2 separate regions of the Gossypium hirsutum genome follow, and region 2 is linked to region 1. The links are chromatin contacts, called in public Hi-C maps. All regions are on one chromosome and are shown on one strand. Each heading gives the region's core, a stretch centred on a gene start, on an enhancer-like site or on the middle of the called end of the contact. The rest is flanking DNA. Distances are from core to core; before and after follow the strand shown. Region 1 holds the start of LOC107922316 (E3 ubiquitin-protein ligase RNF185-like). Region 2 holds the start of LOC107922537.

Evidence for each region. Hi-C and Micro-C count contacts between places; a contact is called where the count stands out from the background.
Region 2: a Hi-C map of leaf shows a contact between it and region 1, with 2.2 times the contacts expected there. The contact joins the promoter of LOC107922537 here to the promoter of LOC107922316 in region 1. A contact is called at or near these places in 5 of 34 Hi-C or Micro-C datasets (hypocotyl, leaf and petal).

Annotation. Positions count from the first base shown.
Region 1 is chrD01:19,851,819-19,856,221 of Gossypium_hirsutum_v2.1, forward strand. It overlaps LOC107922316 (E3 ubiquitin-protein ligase RNF185-like), which reads left to right and starts at 1,881. Exons shown (of 2, transcript NM_001399843.1): 1 at 1,881-2,022; 2 at 2,350-3,332. The coding sequence starts at 2,381. The coding sequence ends at 3,091.
Region 2 is chrD01:20,094,378-20,098,780 of Gossypium_hirsutum_v2.1, forward strand. It overlaps LOC107922537, which reads left to right and starts at 1,729. Exons shown (of 3, transcript XM_016852622.2): 1 at 1,729-2,021; 2 at 2,108-2,422; 3 at 2,645-3,875. The coding sequence starts at 1,917. The coding sequence ends at 3,391.

The DNA of each region.
Region 1 (4,403 bases), core at 631-3,130:
TTCAAAAACTTTTTAACTTAATATGGCCCCTTTATCGATAATTTTAATACATATTTTTATAGTTTTTTATTTATTACATAATTATTTAAATGATAATATTTAGACATTAAATTTTAAAAAATTAATTGTTTTTACAGACTCTTTAACCTTGCTCATAAGTTATATTGTTGTGTATTACAATGTATTGGATAGTTAAAATATATAAAATTTTTTGGTATGTATTTTAATACAATATAGTAATTAATTTTTATCAAAAGTTGTAATTGATGAAGTCACAGTTAAATATTTTATCATATAAATTTTACATTTTTCTAAAATATTTTATTATTATGTTATTAATTATTAAAATTTTAATCGCATAAAATCATCAAATGTATTTAATGTAAAAGATAAAGTAAGTATAATTTACTAAATTTAAAAAAAAATTCAATTTCTTATTAGATCTTTTTTTACTTTTATGTTTTTCTCAATAAATATGTTAAAATACTATTAAAATAATGTTTAAATTAAAAACTATATAAAAATTATAATTATTTTATTAAAAATATTAATGAAAATAAATATAAGAAATTACTTTAAATATAATTCTATGATATTGAAATTTAAAAAAAAAAATCTTCATTGAAAAAAATTATTTTGAATTGATATCTCAATAAATTTACGCATTAAACATTTATGAACTATTGTCAATATTTTTATTATATTGGTCTTAGAAGTATAATGCCTAAAATCTAATCATGCAGGTAGTTTCATTCTTCCACATTCTTGAGTAAATATGATAAAAATAATTAATATTAATTAAAATAACATATTAAAAATTACTTTAGATATAATTCTATCCAAATAAAAATTTTAAATGTGATAAAATATTATTTATATAATATTTAGACAAAAAATAATTATAAATAATTATTTTACTAATAATATTAACTAAAACAACCTATTCACAATAACTTTCAAGTATGATTCTCAAAACAAAAAATATTATTAGCAATTACGCAAATACATATTTTAAAATTCAAAATAATATTATTATTTATTGCATTTATAATATATCTAATTTATTTACATCTATTTTGAGAGACCATGCCCATAGAAATCTAACATTCCTTTTCTTTTAGTAATGATTACTTAAATTAATTATATAAAATTAAATTTTTTATTAAAATAAATTATATAAATACATATATTTACGTACAAGTTACCTAACGAAAAAAAAATTGCATATATTAAGGATTAGTCCGGTATCTGAGCCATTTTTTTTAAATTCTTAAAATTAATAAGGGTTTATATACAATTAGGTACTTGAATTTGGTTTTAATGTTTAATATGATACTTAAGTATTTTTGTTTCAATTCAGTACCTAAGTCCGGCTTTAATGTTCGGTTTGGTGCTTAAACTTTTCAATTTGATACTTGAGTTCTTTTGGTCCTAATTACCCGACTTTAGCTTCAATGTTCAATTTGATTCTTAAGTATTTTTTGTCACTTTTTTACTAGAGTTCACATATTAAATATTCACTGAACCACATAATACCATTTGTATCAAATTAGACCTTAAAGCTAAACTCATGTACCAAATTCAATATGAAAGACAAACTCAGGTAACAAATACTATATTAATAAAAAATAAAAAAAAGGACAAACTCAATGCGATAGTTGGAGCGTAGCGTTTACGCGTTAACATTCTAACGCCGGTAGTTGCCTATCCAAACCACAGGCGCAATCTAATAACGGGTCATCAAGGAGTCAGGAGAAATGAACCAACAGATTGTTGCCACGTGGGGATTCAAAAGCTCAAACGCTATTGCGTATTAAAACTTAGGAAAGAGGAATTATAGGAATCTTTCCGCTGTAAACGCGTCTGTAAATAAATACCAAGTTTCTTCGAAGAGTTTTTTTCTGCGATCTTCATCTTTTTCTTTTTTCTTTTCTTTTTTAGTTTTTATTTATTTTTGACTTCTTTGGATCGGTCGATTGCCATATCGATCGGTCCTTGTATCTCTTCAATATCTCTTTGAAGGTCAGTAATTCATATTTCTCTCTCTCTCTCTATTCATATTTCTCTCTCTCTCTCTCTTTATTATTTTTTTAAAAGCTAGATTTGTTTTTTTTGTTACCGTTGAATCGCGATTTTTGTCGTTAATTAATCGGGATAGATTTTGTTTTAATTAGTTAGGCTGATTTTCATAAGAGATCTGAGGTTTTTTTGAATTTGAGATGATTTGAGTCGTTAGAGGCTTTGGTTTTTATATGACAGCCTTCAATTTTTGGGGAAATTCTTGCAATTTTCTGATACTAGTGAATTTTATGATTGGTGTTTGTTTTCGTTCCAATTCGATTTTTGTAGGAATCGGAGTTTCGGAGGTCTAGGAAAAGAAATGGCAAGTGGGTTTGGGGAATCAGCGAGCCATTCTCCCCACAATCCATCTTGCTCCACCAATAATGCTAATGGTGATGCTGGTAATTTTGAGTGCAATATTTGCTTTGACTTAGCTCAAGACCCTATTGTCACTTTATGTGGGCATCTTTTCTGCTGGCCTTGCCTTTACAAATGGCTTCATACTCATTCCCGTTCTCAGGAATGTCCTGTTTGTAAAGCCCTTGTTGAGGAACAAAAATTGGTTCCTTTGTATGGAAGGGGGAAATCATCTACTGATCCTAGGTCCAAATCTATCCCGGGTGTTAATATTCCGAATCGTCCAGCTGGACAGAGACCTGAAACGGCTCCTCCACCAGCACCTAATCAGTTTCCCCAAAATGGGTTCGGGTTCATGGGAGGCTTGGGAGGTTTTGCACCAATGGCAACCGCTCGATTTGGGAATTTCACACTCTCTGCTGCTTTTGGTGGTCTTATCCCATCCTTGTTTAACCTTCAGGTCCATGGATTTCCTGATGCGGCTATGTTTGGTCCAGCTGCTGGTTTTCCATATGGCTTTCCAAGTTCATATCATGGTGGCCTTGCTCATGGATACCATCACCACCACCACCACCATCATCATCGCACCGCACAAGGCCAGCAGGATCATTATCTGAAGATGCTGTTTCTGTTTATCATTGTTTGTGTTATCTTTGCAATGATTTATCAATAGACCATATCTGCTATCAAAGCATAAATTGCTAACTTATTTTAGGAGTGCCAATCCGATATCTTGTGTAAATCTAATAAATGCATTTTCATTTACCTTTTTGTCTTTTACTTAGTGATTGAGGAATTTATTGTATGGCACTTCCCCTGTTGATTTTTGGTTCATCAGTTGGTTCGGCTTTGTATTTATGCTTTGGAATATCTTTCGCTGTCCTCTATGGCTAAAAAGCATCAATGTGTTTTAGCAACTGCAATACACTAATTTGGCTCTTTTTCTTTTCTCCCTGCGCATCTTTGGTTTCAGCAAGATTATTGAGTCATGAGAGCAAGGTCATGTGTTTTCAGCTTATTTATCCTAATTCCAGTCGTAATATCTTCAAGTGTTGGGTAACATAAAATGTAGCAGTATTTTATGTGCCTAGCTATTCATAAGTTAGAACTTCTTGCGATCTGAATAGATTTTGTCTTGGCCTTCTATATATTTCATGGTTATTTCCTTAGTATATGAGGGAGGATAGCTGAGTTGATTTAGATGGGTGGTTAAATAGGTAGTGTAGGTGGAGTTGTTTCTCTCTGCAGTTAAAGCTTTGTTATAAGCATTTGCCATTAGTCACACTCAGTTCAGTTTCCACTGCTCTTTACCCTTTCATTTGAGACTATGAACGAAAGATTTTTTTTATGTAGCGATAGTAAAATGGTTCCCTTTCTTGGCCTGAGTGACACAGCAATTCTTTGTGCTTGCGTAGTTGTTTATATAACAAACTTCAGTGATTATAGCTCCTGACCAAGCTCAAGTTTGCAACCCAGTTTGTGTTTCTAGTGCTAATTGTGCATGGACTACGAATATGAACTAGATTTGATTTCTTTGTTTTGTTTGGTTAATGAGATTTGTGATTCTCATTGTTGACTCCAGGGAGGTTACCTTTTAATCCATAGCCAATTCTTCGCAAAACAGGGGAATGCATCTCAGTAGTTATATATGCAATTGATGATAGTGTATGACGTTTTGCTGTTGTCAGCTTTGTGCTGGTTATAACATAGAATCCTACCTTGTTGTGTATCCTCTGCTGTCCTGTGCGCACACATGCACGCTATAGCATAAGTTGGTTTTGTTGGTACTTGAAATGAATCTATATGATCAAAAGTATGATGGAATCCAGTGTTGGTTGTGTTACTACTTTCAGACAAGCATCACATGATTTGGATGCCTTCAGTAGACAGTGAGTCTATAGCAAGGTGTTATTTTTAACCAATATAGTTAATGGGTATGAATTGTTGCTATCTGTTTCTTTTATTGGCAAGTGGTCCTGAAATGG
Region 2 (4,403 bases), core at 479-2,978, 240 kb after region 1:
AGTATTTATTTATAGAATAAAATAATTGTATCTTACATCTTTCATAATAATATGGCTTATTAGTTTTATCATTTTTGTACAACAATATGCTTTATTATTCCTAAAAACTATACCATATTTAGCAATGTTTTGCTCTAAAATATGGGAATTTTGCTTAATTGGTTTAAAAATGAGAATGCACACTAGTTTTTTAATCAACATTTACACATAATTATTAGAGTAATGAAAAACTTCTATATAATTAAATGATTTCATTTTACGCTTCTATCCTAAAAAAATTTATATTAATATAAAATGTTTATTTTTAAATATTAAATTAAAAGACATGAAATAATTTATATAAATGGTTACAAATTGTTGGGTGGAAATTAATATTTAAAAGATTTATTTATTTAAAAATTACTTTTAAAAAAAAGGTGGTGGGTGCAATTAAAAGGTACAATATACTTTTAATGAGAGAATTCGAGTTTGAACTTTGTAAACAATATTGTTGAGAGACACAGTCACAAATCTTAAAAGGATAATCTCCACAAATCGTAAAATAAAATAGAAGATACCTTAATTTCGAAAAATCAACCACACCAATTAGAATCCAATTATTAATAAACTTGCTTCAAATTAGTGGCGAAGCCTTTCTATTTAGGTTCTTTTATAGTTTATAAAATTTTAAATTAGTAAGATAAAACTATATTTTGACCCCAAAAATGATAAAAATTTAATCTAATCCTTTAATAATTATAAAGATATAAACTATTAAAATTATGAAATTACATTTTTTATTAACGTAAAATATACAATTTAATTCCGACCCCGAAAAAAAATTTCTAACTTCGCCCTCTAGTAAATTAACATTTCATTGCTTTCTACATTACTAATTAAATACATTAATTATTACTTTAAAAAATAATTTCATTTTATCTAAATTATTATTCTTTAAATTTACAAAATTCTTATCAAAGTATAATATTGCAAATTATTAAAAACATACTTAAATAAATTAATATAATATATTTAATCAAATGCATATTATTAATTTATGCTAGAGGCGTTCATAGGTCAGGTTCAGACTGAGCCCATATAAGGTATCTAGATTAATTTCTTAAGCTCGGGCCCGACCCAAAAAATGAGCTTACTTTTTTGTCCAAACTTGATTCAATTTAAGAAAGATAAACCCGGACCCAATCTGATCCGCCCATATTTGATTTTTTATATTAGTTTTTATTTAAAAATAATTCTTGAAAAAATATAATACATTAAATGCAGTAAAAATGCTAAAATAAAAGTTTTCTAACACATTAAAAATACATTAAAAAGTATTTATATTAGAAAACAATATAATAAATAAAACACAAATAAATATAATAAATATTTTATTGTATTAAATATAATTTTTAAAATTTTATATTTTGGGTTGAGTTATTTAGTTGGGTAAATATTTTTTTAGATTTTGGGTAATAAATTTAAATGTTATTAGATTAATGATTATATATATAATTAATATAATATTTTTATTAACATAATTTATATTCCGGCCGAGTTAGTCTTCAGCAAAAATATCTTGACTCATATAAAAAAATAAACTTTAAATTTTTCCCAGATTTATTTTTGGAATTTCATATTTTATCTAAATTCTTTTATTTTTTGATGCATTAAAAAAACTAGTTATTAGGAAACACGGTCAATTTCGGACCACCCATTAAACGTGAGTACGTGACCATGAAATCAGCGCCAACTTAGTACTCAGATTGGGCCCACAAGCCCATAACTGTCATTTCAACTTCAACCCCAGAAACATGTTACGGAAACGTAGTTCAAAGCGAGCGAGTTGAGTGAGTGAGTGACTCATCTGATCGTCTACGATCCGGTACACACTAACCTAAACTCCGGTAACGCAGCACCATCGGCAACCATCACCGATGATGAGCCGCCGTGTTTTCTCGTTTCTCCTCTTCTTCCTTTTCTCTCAGATCTTATCCTTCGCTTTCAATCCTCTCCAATCAAACAATCCCCAAATCGTACAGGTAAGAAAAAAAATCAAATTAATAGAAATAATTGATATTAAAGTTTCTTAATACTCATTAAATTTGTTTTTTCCCCTTCGGATCAGGATGTAATTGAGAAGATTGCTTTGAAGCAGAAATGGGAGCTGGAAGGGCTTAATTTTTCAAAACTGGAATTGAGTAAGGTTAGGTTCGGGACTGGCAAAAGATGCGAGTTCCGGATCCGATTTGGAAAAACTCATCTGCTCTTCAAATTCCCCGACGAAGTTTCTTCCTTGAAAAAGTTTACCAAACGAAGTAGCAACGATTTTCTTGATTTTGTCAATGAAATTAATTCCTCGGCCGTACTCGAGCCTTTTACAATGGAAGGTCCCTTCGAGTTACGCCTCTCTCCCGGTCACCAAGCTTCCCTCCTCTTTCCGGTATGCTTCTCTTTTTTCCCTTTTATTTTAATTCCTCATCAATTACATAGAAAGGAGTTGTTGGTTTTTTTTTTGGGGGGGGGGCTTAGTTAATCTTTAGAGATAGCTTAGAGTTTAAAGTTATCTTAATCAATGTTTGATTTGAATTATGTGTTTAATTGGACCTTTGCAAATAATAGTTATCAATAGTAGTAGTCTGAAGCTTGGGTATTTGGTCATCAGCTGAACACTTCACATACTGATCTGAAACGAGTCCTTGTTGGTCATGGCATCACTTTACAAGTAAATGGAGCTCAAGAGATCTCTCTTTTCCATACGTTTAATCTCGGTTTACCGGCAAATGAAAATGGTGTCAAGGAGAAGAGTAGTGGATATTGGCCCTTCTCGCATTCATTCTGTAGGTCCTTACTTCCTGTGCATGTTTTACGGTCGGTGTCTCTTGCTGCCTACCGAACTCGGAACCCTGATGCCCACATTGAAGCTCACTTCCCATCCAAGGATACTATTGAGCTGCTGCCTGAAAAGTGTTATGGGATTGATGGTTACACGAAACAACCTTTCCCCATAGATTCTATAAGTTTGAGGATAGCCAGGTTACAAAAAATCCTTAGGACATTTCTAGGTGATAGAAACAATCAAAAGCAGTTTTTAGGTTCTCTTAATGTGAAAACTAAAGCATCACCTATCGTTCATTTCCAGTTAGAGTTGGAAAAAGAAATTGGGAACAATGAGAGTGTTCGTGGTATGTTAGCTGAATGGAGGACAAAGCCAACTGTTGAGAGACTATGGTTTGATGTAATGACAAGAGTTGAAGGAGACAAATTGAAGCCCCTTCTGATAAAGAAGGTCCGACCTTTTGTTAGTGGAGATACAGTCTCATGGAGTAATTTATTGTCAAACATTTCTTTTACAAAGTTCCCATCCATTCTTGTCCCTCCTGAGGCTCTGACATTGGATGTCAAATGGTAGTGGAAAACCTTGTAAGATGTTTTTGTTTTCAGTGATATTTACAGATCAATGCTATACGCCATTATCTGTCTGTTGAATCTTCGGTTGATTTGTGTAACATATGCGTGTCACTTATGTCAAACCCGCCTTGGATTGGATTTGTAAATAATATTTACAAAAAGAAAAAAAGAAAAGAAAAAAAGGGAGTGATGAAAGAGCTTCCACTCATTTGCATTTGCTTTAGATCCTTTACTGTACGATAACAGCAGTGTTAGGATCTCTGTTTCTTGTTAACTTGTATAATAGGCTGGCCATGCTTCTAATTTTAGGCAAAGATGGACCTTCAACTGTTTGTTTTGAGATTCTTCTCCTGCTCTTTCTGTCGATTACCTTGTATTTGTAAAAGTTAAGTCAAATCATGTTTTGTATTGGAGACTTTTATATTTCACGTCTCTAGATACCTGATGAGTACCGTTCATTTAAAACTAATGCATTTTGGAAATCATTCTTCGACTCATAGGATGAACTTGTTCCCACTGCTTCCTTATTCATGTAATTGTTCTGGGAGTAGAAACCTAGCAAATGTTGCTGGATCTAAACAACTATTAGTTTTGATCGAATGAATGTTAATCCGGGTTTGTATGCTTAGATCTTTCCCCTCATTGGAATGGTGATTGTATCTACATTTTAAAGCTGATTTCTTATTACCTATAGGAAAGACCCAGTCATTTTAAAGCTGACATCTTGCTACCTATAGGAAAGACCAAGAACATGTGATAGGAATTTGCAGCAAGTCAGTGAACGAATCGTAGGCTCAGTTTGACATTGTTGTTACCTTTGAAAAGTGTTGCGTGAAAAAGTGTGGTTTGTTAAATTCAAGTGTTTGACACTACTGTTAAAAACTACAAAATTGCGGTGAAAAGTTAAAATATCTATTTTAGACAGAATGTTAGATAATAAAAGAATTAGTTAACTTAAATGATATTCAAATAATTTAATAAAATAATATATGAAATATAAAATTTAAATATAT